Linked DNA regions of Mus musculus: region 1 is linked to region 2. Evidence: chromatin contacts called from public Hi-C data. All regions are on one chromosome and are shown on one strand. Each heading gives the region's core, a stretch centred on a gene start, on an enhancer-like site or on the middle of the called end of the contact. The rest is flanking DNA. Distances are from core to core; before and after follow the strand shown. Region 1 holds the start of Dhx9 (DEAH (Asp-Glu-Ala-His) box polypeptide 9). Region 2 holds the start of Tpr (translocated promoter region, nuclear basket protein).

Evidence for each region. Hi-C and Micro-C count contacts between places; a contact is called where the count stands out from the background.
Region 1: a contact with region 2 is called in a Hi-C map of CD8 T cells, with 5 times the contacts expected there. The contact joins the promoter of Dhx9 here to the promoter of Tpr in region 2. A contact is called at or near these places in 3 of 484 Hi-C or Micro-C datasets (CD8 T cells, the HL-1 cell line and erythroid progenitors).

What each region holds. Positions count from the first base shown.
Region 1 is chr1:153,483,438-153,489,115 of GRCm38.p6, forward strand. Dhx9 (DEAH (Asp-Glu-Ala-His) box polypeptide 9) reads right to left here and starts at 4,223. Exons shown (of 28, transcript NM_007842.2): 1 at 4,096-4,223; 2 at 303-435. The coding sequence starts at 413.
Region 2 is chr1:150,388,501-150,394,349 of GRCm38.p6, forward strand. It overlaps Tpr (translocated promoter region, nuclear basket protein), which reads left to right and starts at 4,338. Exons shown (of 52, transcript NM_133780.3): 1 at 4,338-4,513; 2 at 4,856-5,158. The coding sequence starts at 4,444. It overlaps Odr4 (odr4 GPCR localization factor homolog), which reads right to left and starts at 4,555. Exons shown (of 14, transcript NM_145511.2): 1 at 4,190-4,555; 2 at 1,736-1,856; 3 at 23-157. The coding sequence starts at 1,834.

The sequences.
Region 1 (5,678 bases), core at 2,973-5,472, 3.1 Mb after region 2:
AAACAGAGAACCCAGGGGTGGTGGTGCATGCCTTAACTAAGACTCTAACCACACCCACCCCCCAAATGTAAAATTGCAAACATTTTATCTTCTGACTTACTAGCACCAAGGAAGTTTTTTAAGCATTAGAATAATTTCCCTAGCCAAGTATTGCAAGATAATGTTTCTTTGAAAATAATAAAACCAGCCAAGTCAAAATAAATTCTTCTACAACCTGCAACAGTTCAGCCTTTCCAAATAAAACATTCCTTTAAACCAGACGAACTTCACAAGTATATAAATTAACTGTATTCTTTATGTACCTCACACATGAATTTCTGTCTGTTTTTGTTTCCTACTGCTCTAATTTCATAGGCTGGAGTCATCTTCCTTTTGCCACACCAGGCATACAGAAAATTTTTAATGTCACCCATGATTCAGGTGTCTTCTTCACACCTAAGAAAACAAGTTAAAAGCATTATGATAGCAAAACCTCATACATTCTATCACACTACTCTTAAACTTACCTATAAAGAAATTTTAATATAATTGAAGTCTATGGCATGTAGTAAAAAAGATACAAGCTGTAAAATTTGAATTATACACATATCCTACAATGGTTATTGTTGTAGACTGATTTTTAATTTCAAATATTTTATGCTGTATCCTACATTCTACAATGAATATCTTACTTGCTTTAAAGTTATCCCTCCCAGCAATGAGAACCATGTCACATTCTATTACTTTTTTAAGATTTATTTTATGTATATGAGTACATTAGAGCTGTAGTGATGGTTGTGAGCCATCATGTGGCTCCTGGGAATTTGAATTCAAGACTTTCTGCACACTCTGGTCAAAAGATTTATCTACTATATCTAAGTACAATGTACTTGTCTTCAGATGCACCAGAAGAGGGTGTCAGGTCTCATTACGGGTGGTTGTGAGCCACCCTGTGGTTGCTGGGATTTGAACTCAGGACCTTCAGAAGAGCAGTTGGCACTCTTAACCACTGAGCCATCTCTCCAGCCCCTATTACTTTCTTTTCCAGAGAAATTTTAAGTGAAAATGAAATAGAAAAAAGATAAGATGGCTCAGTGGTTAGGATCACTTACTGATCTTGGAGAAGATACAGATTCAGCCACTTGCGACTGGCAAACATCACTGGCTCTAAGGGTTCAGACCTCTCAAGGTACCTGGCATCCAAGTGTACACAAACTCACAGAATACTCATACACACAAAAATAAAAGGCATATTTTTAAAAGAAAATTTAAGCAAAAGTCCCATGTGACTGACTCACAAATTCAAATTCACTATATCAAGAAATACCATCACAGACACACAGACACACACACACACAAAGCCAGGCAGGTAGGGACTCACGTCTTTAACTTTGGTACCCAGTAACCTTCACTTGGAAGATGGCTATGAACAGAAGTTTACTTGGGGTTACATATAGCACTCTCCACAAACTAAACCCACCAAAACTACAGAAATGGCCACAATTTGTATATAATCAAGCTAAAATCTAAATAAAACCTTTATTTTGACCTATAGCCTAGACTGGCTTCAGCTACCATAAACAGACCAAAAACCAGGGAGGGGCCAGCAGTTTTTTAAGGCCACTCTGATTTACATAACCAGTTCTAGGCCTCCTATGATTACATAGTGAGACAATCTCAAAACAAAAACTTCTTGGGGCTGGAGATGGCTCAGTGCTTTCTCTTACAGCCATTTCTCTTTCAGAGGACCTTGGTTTGATTCCTAGCATCACAAGGTGACTTGCATATACACATTCATAACTCTAGCCCCAAGGGAGCCAAGGCCCTCTTCTGGCAAATGGTACATATACATACCCACAAAATATTCATGCATTAAAAAAAAATCATTTAGAACAGAGGAGAGGAGATCTATTACTACAGTAAGCTGTAAAATGACATCGCACACCAACCAAATCTGACCCCAATAGTCTTGTGGCTCACCAACTTTGACTAGTCATTTGGTAAAGCAGATGACAAAGCCAGATAATACAAATTCAGAAGCTAAAGACATAGAGGCCAGCCTGGTCTACAGAGTGAATCCCAGGACAGCTAGTGCTAAAGAAGAGAAACCCTGTCTCGAAAAAACAAAAAGAAGCTAAAGACAATAGACTCCTTCACAAGTCTGGCTGTTCTGGCTCAGGCATTTAATTCCAGCACTTGGAGAGCAGAGAAGGGCTGATCTCTTTAAGTTGGAGGCTACCAAGTCTACAGAGAAACCCTGTCTCCAAAACAAAAACCCCCAACATAAGTAAATGTACAAAGTAAATGAGTAACAAAATATAGGGCCTATCAAACCCCTTTGTCTCTAGAAAACCCATTTAATTTTAAACATTCATGCTAACTAAGTCCAAACAGATCGATACAGCCCTTAAGGCTCCAAAATTTACCCGAGGAAAATACTAATATTCCCATCTATAAACTAACTAGGCATCTCAGTAATAAATTTATACCTAAGTATATTCTTAGTTGCAACCCAACTTCACAATTGGAAATTCTAATCCGATCCCCAAAGATCTTTCACAGCTATTTCTTGAATCCTTAAAGTGGTGCTGATATCCTTAGTAGATTAGGAACTATTTAATCCTTAAACTGCCTATTGTACTGTTTGGTTTTACTTTTATTACTTTGAACTGAGGAAATTTAAGAAAACTGGAGAATAAAGAGTATAAATGGCCCCCTAGAAATACTCAGCGGTTAAGAGCACTGACTGCTCTTCCAGAGGTCCTGAGTTCAAATCCCAACAACCACATAGTGGCTCACAACCATCTGTAATGAGATGATGCCCTCTTCTGGTGTTTCCAAAGACAGCTACAGTGTAGTTATTTACATAAAATAGCAAGCTGGGCGTGGTAGCATACACCTTTAATCCCAGCACTTGGTAGGCAGTGGCAGGCGGATTTGAGTTCGAGGCCAGCCTGGTCTACAGAGTGAGTTCCAGGATAGCTGGAGCTATACAGAGGAAACCCTATCTCGAAAAACCAAAAAAACAAACAAAAACCCCACAACTTCTTTTACAGACCTAGAACTTATCCTCTTGTCGAGAGCCTAGATGGATGCCAAATTTTCCATCATGTCACATCTGCCCTGCTGTTTTGGCTCCAGAAATGCCTCCACTATTACTCGTTTGTTTTTCTACAGCTCCTCTCTCACTTGCCACCACTACCTGATACGTATACACGTATACTCGTATACACACACATATCGGAATAAATCAAATTTTGTTTTATGAGACAAGATTTCTATGTGTAGTAGCCCCGGACTCAAGAGATCGAACAATACCTTCCACCACCAAACCCCAGTGCTGGAATGAAAGGCTAGAGTCATGGCTCCCAATTTTGTGTTTTCATTCTTGCCACCCGGAAACAAATTCTTTCATCTCTTTTCGCACCCTCAGGTCACGTGGCCGGCCCTCCCTTCCTCCAGGAAGGTCTGGCCTTAGGCGTAACTGATCTCTCATTGCCCTTTGGAGCGGATACACTGTGCACCTCAAAGCCAGACTCAGGCTCGTGCACCCCTCAGACTGAGGCGCCCTCCCTTTCGACCGTTATCTACAGCGGGGCTATCCCGTTGCGCGGTGTAATTCCGCCATCACTTACTAAATCATGCATTCATTTTCCTACCACCTGCTCCTCATCCCGCCCCACCCAGCCATGCCCCGTCACCAGTGCGGAGCGGGAGGACCTGCAGCGAAGCCCCGGACCCCAAAGCGGGCACCCCCACGGGGCCCGGGTGTCCCGGATTAGAACCGCGGACGACCCCCCACCACCACGCGCCGGGTGGCGTCGAGCCGCTACCCCTACACGCAACTGATTACAGACACCCGCCGCCCGTCAGGCCGAGTGAGGAAGAGGCCTCCGAGAGCGGCCAGTCTGTGCAAGGAACCCCAGGGCCTAGGGCCACGGGAGCTCCGCTGCGCGAGGCGCCCACGGCCCGTAAATCCGGGTACCCGCCGCGCTGCCCCTCCCCCACACGCTCGCCCGCCCGCGCCTCACAACAAAGCCACGGCTGAGCCGCGGAGGCCGGCGTCGGCCCGCAGCAATGAGCCCGCGTCCGGGGCCGCAACGCCCCCTTTCTTACCCTCCTCCGCTTTTCCGTGCCCGAGAGCACAGCCTTCTTAGGCGAGTTCGCAGCGCCAACCTTCCACGAGAACGGCGAAAGAACACACCTCACCCGCATGGAAGCAGCGGCGAAATGGCTCCGACTGCAGGACCCAGGGGGCGGAGTCGGCGACTCGCGCCTGCGCGGTAGGCCAACTCCGGAGCCAGCACGCCCCGAGGGGGCGGGGCTTGAACCACTTCCGGGCGCCAAACCTGAGGTCGCGCGAGATCTGCTGGCCTAGGCCCATAATTTCCTGTCAGTCGCTAACCAGCTTGGTTTCTGGAAGTTATGTCTCCTTGCCTTTGTCTTTGTAGAGCAAGCTAGCCCACCACTTAACGCAGTCCACTTGCCTCCACCTCTGAAGGCAAAATTTAGAGACATGCCACCATGGATCTCCTTTTTGATAGTTTATCTTACGTAAGGGCAGTGTTACAGGATTAATCCTTTCAGAGTTTATCAGAATAGCCACTTTAAAATATGCCAAAGCAATGTATTTATGGGTGCTGTATGTTAAAATACAAGGACTGAAGTATTTCTGCTTCATCAAAATGCTGCAGGCAGCCGGGCAGTAGTGGCGCATGCCTTTAATCCCAGCACTTGGGAGGCAGAGGCAGGCAGATTTCTGAGTTCGAGGCCAGCCTGGTCTACAAAGTGAGTTCCAGGACAGCCAAGCCTACACAGAGAAACCCTGTCTCGAAAAACCAAAAGAAAAAGAAAAAAGAAAAGAAATAAAATGCTGCAGGCAGTGTGTAGCATGGTGGCACTTGCCTCCAGTCACAGCACCCAGGAAACAGAGACTGACAGACCTCCGTAAGTTCAAAACAGTCTGGTCTATGTTTAAGGAAGGCCAGGGCAACATAATGAGATCCTGTCTAAACAGCAAAGGAACAAAAACCTTAGAAGTTAAAAGCACTTGTTGCTCTTGTGGAAGGCTTGGATTCAGTTCTCAATCACACAGTGGCTCACACACAACCATAACCTCCATTCCAGGGGACCCAGCAGGTACAACCATGGTGCACTGACCTACAGGCCATAAGACATAAAGTAAAATGAATCTAAGACAAGAAAGAGAGCCCTGGCTTATTGGTTTATTGCCAGGGGTGGTGGTATATGCCATTAATCCCATTGTAGTAAAACCCATTACCCCACCAAAAAGAAAACCCTAGCTCAAGACACAACTTCTCCACTTACCTTTTGGCTGGGGAGAGGGACGAGGGACTCTTTTTTTTTTTTTTTTTTTTTTTCCAAGACAGGGTTTCTTTGTGTAGCCCTGGCTATCCTGGATTTGTAAACCAGGCTGTCCTGGGACTCACAGAGATCTGTCTGCCTCTGCCCCACCCCTCACCCCTCAGGCTGGGATTAAAGGCATGCTCCCAATTATCTCAAAATCCTGTGTTTTGTTTAGCTTCAAGTGAGAAGACTCTTGAGTTTAATACTTGTTTTGAGGGGTGTTGTATTTTTGAAGTACTGAAGAGTAACTCAAGGTTACCCTACTACTAAGCTACACTCAAGCCCAGCATCCCCAACCTAGTTGTCTGTTTGTTGTTGTTTTGTGAAAACTA
Region 2 (5,849 bases), core at 3,088-5,587:
GTTTATAATGAGATTATATTACCTGGCTGGCATGTTCTGTGGCCCATTCTTCATCCAAATTATCCAACTTAGCTCTCGGCTGTTTGACTTTGTCATTTTGTTCCTCTTTGGGTGGTGTTCTAGTGGCAAGAATCACATAATCCTTTTGTGAAGAACACTTTAAAAACAAATTGCAAAAGCTCATTACAGTTACATCTGATGAAAGAATTACATATGGCACACAAAAACTAAATAGTATTTACAGTAATTTAAATTGCTAATACTCATGATGAAAACTATATTCTTGGGGACTGATTTTAGTGAACAGCCTTGGGACATGTCTCTCATATGTATGCTGCTTATCTTTGATGTATGTAACAGCAGCCATTTACTTGGATATCCTAAATATAAATTAGAGTGGTCTTTAGAATGGTGGAAGTAACTCAGGTGGTACAATGATCACCTAGCATGTACAAGACCCTGGTATCAATCTTTTGTTTTTGAACTGGGTTTCACTATAGCCCAGGCTGAAAGAGAAAGAATGCAGAAAATGAAGAAATAAAGATAGTGTGGAGCTGGTTAAGGTAGTTCACACTATAATAAGAATGGTAAGTTCAAAGCCAGTGTGGGCTACATCTCAAAACGCCTGGATTGACAGATACTGAGTGAGGCAGGCAAGCATGGAGGTAGCTTACCTGAGATACTATTTCACTTGGGTCATTGCAAACCTGTCCCCTTTTATAATATACTTTATAGCCTAGTCCCGTAACCTGCAGGAACCATGCACAAACACCTCTCTCCTAGCAGCCTCACTCTCAGACCCCTATCTGTACCAAGCTACATATTTCTTCCATCTCTAAGCAACAATATAGATTTCCTTGTCCTTGGTAAGAACCACATTAGTCAGTTTCTATTGAAGTGTATTCCTAAGATATCTGGTAAGAAGAATAGAAATGTCCAATGAGCCTAAGATAGTTTTAAGAGCACGTGCAGTTAGATAAACTGTCCATCAAGTGAACATGTCAGAAAAAAAAATCTTATACCTATGCATTAAATTAATCAGGTGGATTATGGGGAAGGACATGTAGATTGGGGAAATGAGTATCAGACTTTATCTAACCTAACAACCAAAATGGACAACCACTCAACCTGCATTCTTAAAGGCGAGAATGCCCATCTTTTGAACCCCATAAAACTAAGTCACAAACATAATTTGGGCACTACCTCCCTCATGTGGCCTGCAGTGCATCTGGATTCCTGCTTTGTTCCTTACAAAGTTATCTTGCCACGTTTGCAAATGTGAGTCCTTATTTCCAATTATTTGGATAAGAGGCCAAGAACTTGGAAAGAACTGATCCTGCCTTTGACCACTCTGACAACCACCAGTAACACGGGGGATGAAACTTAGAGCGCTATTTACATATGCTGGGCAAGTACCAGCTGAGCTGTGTATCCGGTCCAAAACACAAAGAAAGCAAAATGTAAATCATGTGGTCAAGGAAGGCTTAAACTGTGACCTTCTGACATTACAAGTTACTTTCAAAGTACCAAAGGGAAAAATAATCATACTTATTCAAGTTTCAACCAGATTTCCTACTCTTTCAAATGTTAACTCAAAGATCCACTTTAGGTTAACTATTTAAGATTCTGTCCCGTCCACATCACAACTTTGAATTTACTAGTAAATCGTATATATAATTGAAACTAATGAGTAATTTGTTTTTATCAACCTGCAGAGTAGCAGACATATACATACCTGTCCTATCAAAAGACCAGAGACAAAAGGTTTTCCCTGGAGGTTGATGCTTGAAAGATACTGGCCAACAGTCTCTTCTACAATGTAGGTTCTTCCCATTATAGACAGCCAATTCAACAGCCTAAATTGCAAGAAATAAAAGTTAGCATTTTGGGGGGAAAAGCGATTTCTGATGTTTTAGCATTGGTGGACAGGCAATAGAACAAAAAGAGTGGCCCATTCCCAAAACTCTCCTATTTCTTGCAGTGATCATTTATAAAATAAGGCATTCTTTTCTGTACAACTAAAATGCAGCTTTGGAAATCTTTTTTTTTTTTAATTTTTTAAATTTATTTTATTTATGTGAGTACACTGTCGCTGTCTTCAGACACACCAGAAGAGAGCATCAGATCTCATTACAGATGGTTGTGAGTAACCATGTGGTTGATGGGAATTGAACTTAGGACCTCTGAAAGAGCAGTCAGTGGTCTTAACTGCTGAGCCATCTCTCCAGCTCCCAGCTTTGGAATTCTTAGTACAGTGCTATAAGAAAAAACTCCCGCTGCTAGGCAGTGGTGGCGCACGCCTTTAATCCTAGCACTTGGGAGGTAGAGGCAGGTGGATTTCTGAGTTCGAGGCCAGCCTGGTCTACAGAGTGAGTTCCAGGACAGCCAGGGCTACACAGAGAAACCCTGTCAAAAAAAAAAAGAAAGAAAGAAAGAACTCCCTTGGGGCCAGAGTGGTGGCTTAACGGTTAGCAGCCCATGCTGCTTTTCCACAGAGCTTGGGTTCGGTTTCCAGCATCCAAGTCCAGAGGTGCACAAATGCCTTTAGCTGCAACTCCAGGAAATCTGACTCCCACTTCTCAAGTCTGCACACATGTAGCTTGTTCACACAAATATACACACCAAACGATAATAAATCCAAAAATCTTTTGAGAAAAGAAAAGAAGGAACAAGAGTCCCAGCCAGATATGGTGGTGCAAGCCTGGAATTGCTGTACCCTTGAGGATGAAACAGACTTGGCGCTTTGAGCTGGAGGCCAGCCAAAGCTATATAGTGAGTTCTGGGACAATCTGATCTAAAGAGTGAAACCCTGCCTGGAAAGACACAGGAAGAAAACAAAACAACAATAACAAATATAATTACCAATTGCCATGAGAAAGCAAAGTTACTTCTCACTCTTGGGATAAGGAAATAAGGATACCATTCAACACATCTAATTTCTTATTTTAGATCTACTCCTTAGCTGCATTCTCTATGACAATTTATTGGTGAACTTCGATATTCTTGTTTCTAAAATATGGAAGCTGAATTTCTGATTAGTTCATTAAGAGGAGAGAGACTCAAATTTGTTTACCCAATAGTGACTGTAAAACGACTGTTTTCTACAAATTGTGCAAGGTGGGAAGGCACAAATGTGTGATTGCTGCTATGAGACAACTCCTAATAACAGCCACTTAGGTAACCAGTCTGCAATGACAATTATCTATATTGCTTCAATTCTACACGGGACATTTTTCTAAGGACTTCACATGTATTGATATTTAATACAAATTCCTGCACGGTAAGTACTATTATTGTCGTCTCCGTTTTATACATAAAGAAATCAAAAAGAAATGTTAAATAACTCCTCCAAATGACTAAAGTAGTGAGTGTGAAAGGTGGGATTTAAGTTCTCTCAATCTGTTTTGCTTGCGGTGGCAATGATACTCAGCCCTTCAATTGAATCATTGCAGGAACATCTCCTGTTCTCATCTCCTGTCCTCTTCTTCAGCTTGTGAATTCAGTTATGAATCTCCTACTAATTTAATCCCTCCCATCCCCTTCATTAAGACAGAGCCTGACTCCTAACACAGGCTGTCCTGGAATGATAACCCCCCCACCTCTTAATCCCTGTAGCTGACACCACAGGCATGTGCTCTCCTTATTTTCAATCAAAAGGCAACAAATTCTTCCAGAAAAGTACCCAGCCATGAAACGAAGTACACGCTGATATTGCTGAGTCGTGTTCGGGAAACAGACATAGTTCTGTTACTGTGGCAAAATGACAAGTGTCTCAATAAAACTGTCCTAAAAATGTTAAAATTAAAAACGTCAACATCAGACATTTGCCTGCAATGTCATCTTACTACATAAACAACAAAATTTGATTTTTTTTCTGTTTAAAATATTAACCAGACTACTTTAATTTCGCACTAAGTCATTCGGTACCTCACACCCACAAAAGCATGTAGGTACCAGGTTTGACACTAAGCTAATCTCCTCCGAACAGGGCTTGAGTGTGCACCAGTGACTGACTGTTCCATATGGTCCCTAAATCCTTTCTTTTCTCCCCGAAAAGGAAGCTGGTGGTGCCCGGGTGCACACATATTCCTTGGCCGACTAACTTGATCTCAGAATGTGCACATGTGGCAAATAAATCCCTGGAGCTTTCTGTCAGCGAGAGAACTCGAGTTAGGGTACAAGTAGCTACCTTCAAAGGCCAGGTGCCACTCAGGTCCCCACGTCCACAGCCAATGATCTCATCAGAAAGCGACAGCAGAGACACTTCCTACTCCAAACGCGGGTCGCGGCCCCAACGGGTGCAGACTGATGACGCAAGCCGTCCCGCACCCATCTCCGCAGCTCTTCTACCCAAGCGAGGGAGGCCTGCACCCCGCCCCTCTCGGGGCACCGTTAAGATCGTGGCGGTAGCCCAGAGCCTGTCGAGACACCCTGCCGTGACCCATGACCTCTGGTGGCTCGGCTTCTAGAAGTGGCCACAGAGGAGTACCCATGACATCCCGGGGTTTTGACGGTAAGGTCGTCTTGCTCCTCCGGGATAAGGACGAGGGTGGCTGCGTACTTATGTAGCGCCCCCGCGCGGGCACTCGTCACAGCCATAGGAGGCGAGCCGGGGGCGGGGAGAAAGAAGGAAGTGGGGCGAGAGGTGCGGCCTGAGCGCGCGTAAGCGGGTGAGAAATACACTACATTTCCCAAGAGTCTCTGGGGCTGGAAACCGGTGAAATCCCCAAAAAACTGGGGCCGAGGCTGCTGTGAACTCGCTTTCCCAGCGTGCCTAGCTCCCGGTGGCTGCGTGCGCAGAGAGGGCGCGGCGGCGCGGCTCTGGCTGCACCTAACGCGGGACTCTCTTTCCCAGGGTCCCGCCGCGGGAGTCTCAGGCGGGCAGGCGCGCGAGAGACCGCGAGCGAGGCGGCGGACGGGGCGGCTCCGGCGGCTGGGCTCCGCGCTTCTCCTTGCTCCTTGGCTTCTCCTTCAGCCGCTGCGGCTGTTGCCGCGATCCCGGCCGACATGGCGGCGGTGTTGCAGCAAGTGCTGGAGCGCCCGGAACTGAACAAACTGCCGAAGTCGACGCAGAACAAACTTGAGAAGTTCCTGGCCGAGCAGCAGTCCGAGATCGACTGCCTGAAGGGGCGGCACGAGAAATTTAAGGTGGAGAGTGGTAAGTGTGGAGACGCTCTTCGCGCTCCGGTCTGGAGCTGGGGCCCGACCTCCTTTGCACGCCTGCCCTCTTCTCCCTGGTGAGGTGTTCAGGTAGCAGCTTCTCAGGCTCCATGTGCAGCGGAGGCCTTCTCTCTTCTCCCCGCTGTGTGGTTTAGATCGGGGGGCGGGGGGATCCTCCCCGATCTAAATCCACCTTCGTTTACCTCGGTTTCCTTTTACTAAGCGTAGTCTTCTGTGGAAACTCCTCAATGGGCCCACCGACAGAAACTGGAGAATTTGGCCCAGTTTGCACCAGATTTTTAGGACTATGCAATCCTAATCTAATGTTGTTTTGCTGTACTTTAAATGACAGTTAAGCGCCCCCCCCCCAGTTTGTTTGTTTTTAAACTGGATTTATAAGCCTTTACCCATTTCCCCCCTTTAGTGCCTTGTTTTAGTGTGTATAGCACCCTGTGATCTAATAATGCAGTAGATGGTCGCGATGAGGAATTTGTATACAAAAGGACGGTACTAGAAAGAGCAATGAAATGCGATAAATGAATATATGGTGGTTCTCCCAGAGCGTTGAGACTTGATAGGAAATATATAATAAAAATATCTGCTTGTACGTTCTTGTCGTTGCTTTTGTATAAGGAAATTAGAGACATAGCTTAAATATTCTTGGGAGAAAGAAAACAGTTATTTAAAAA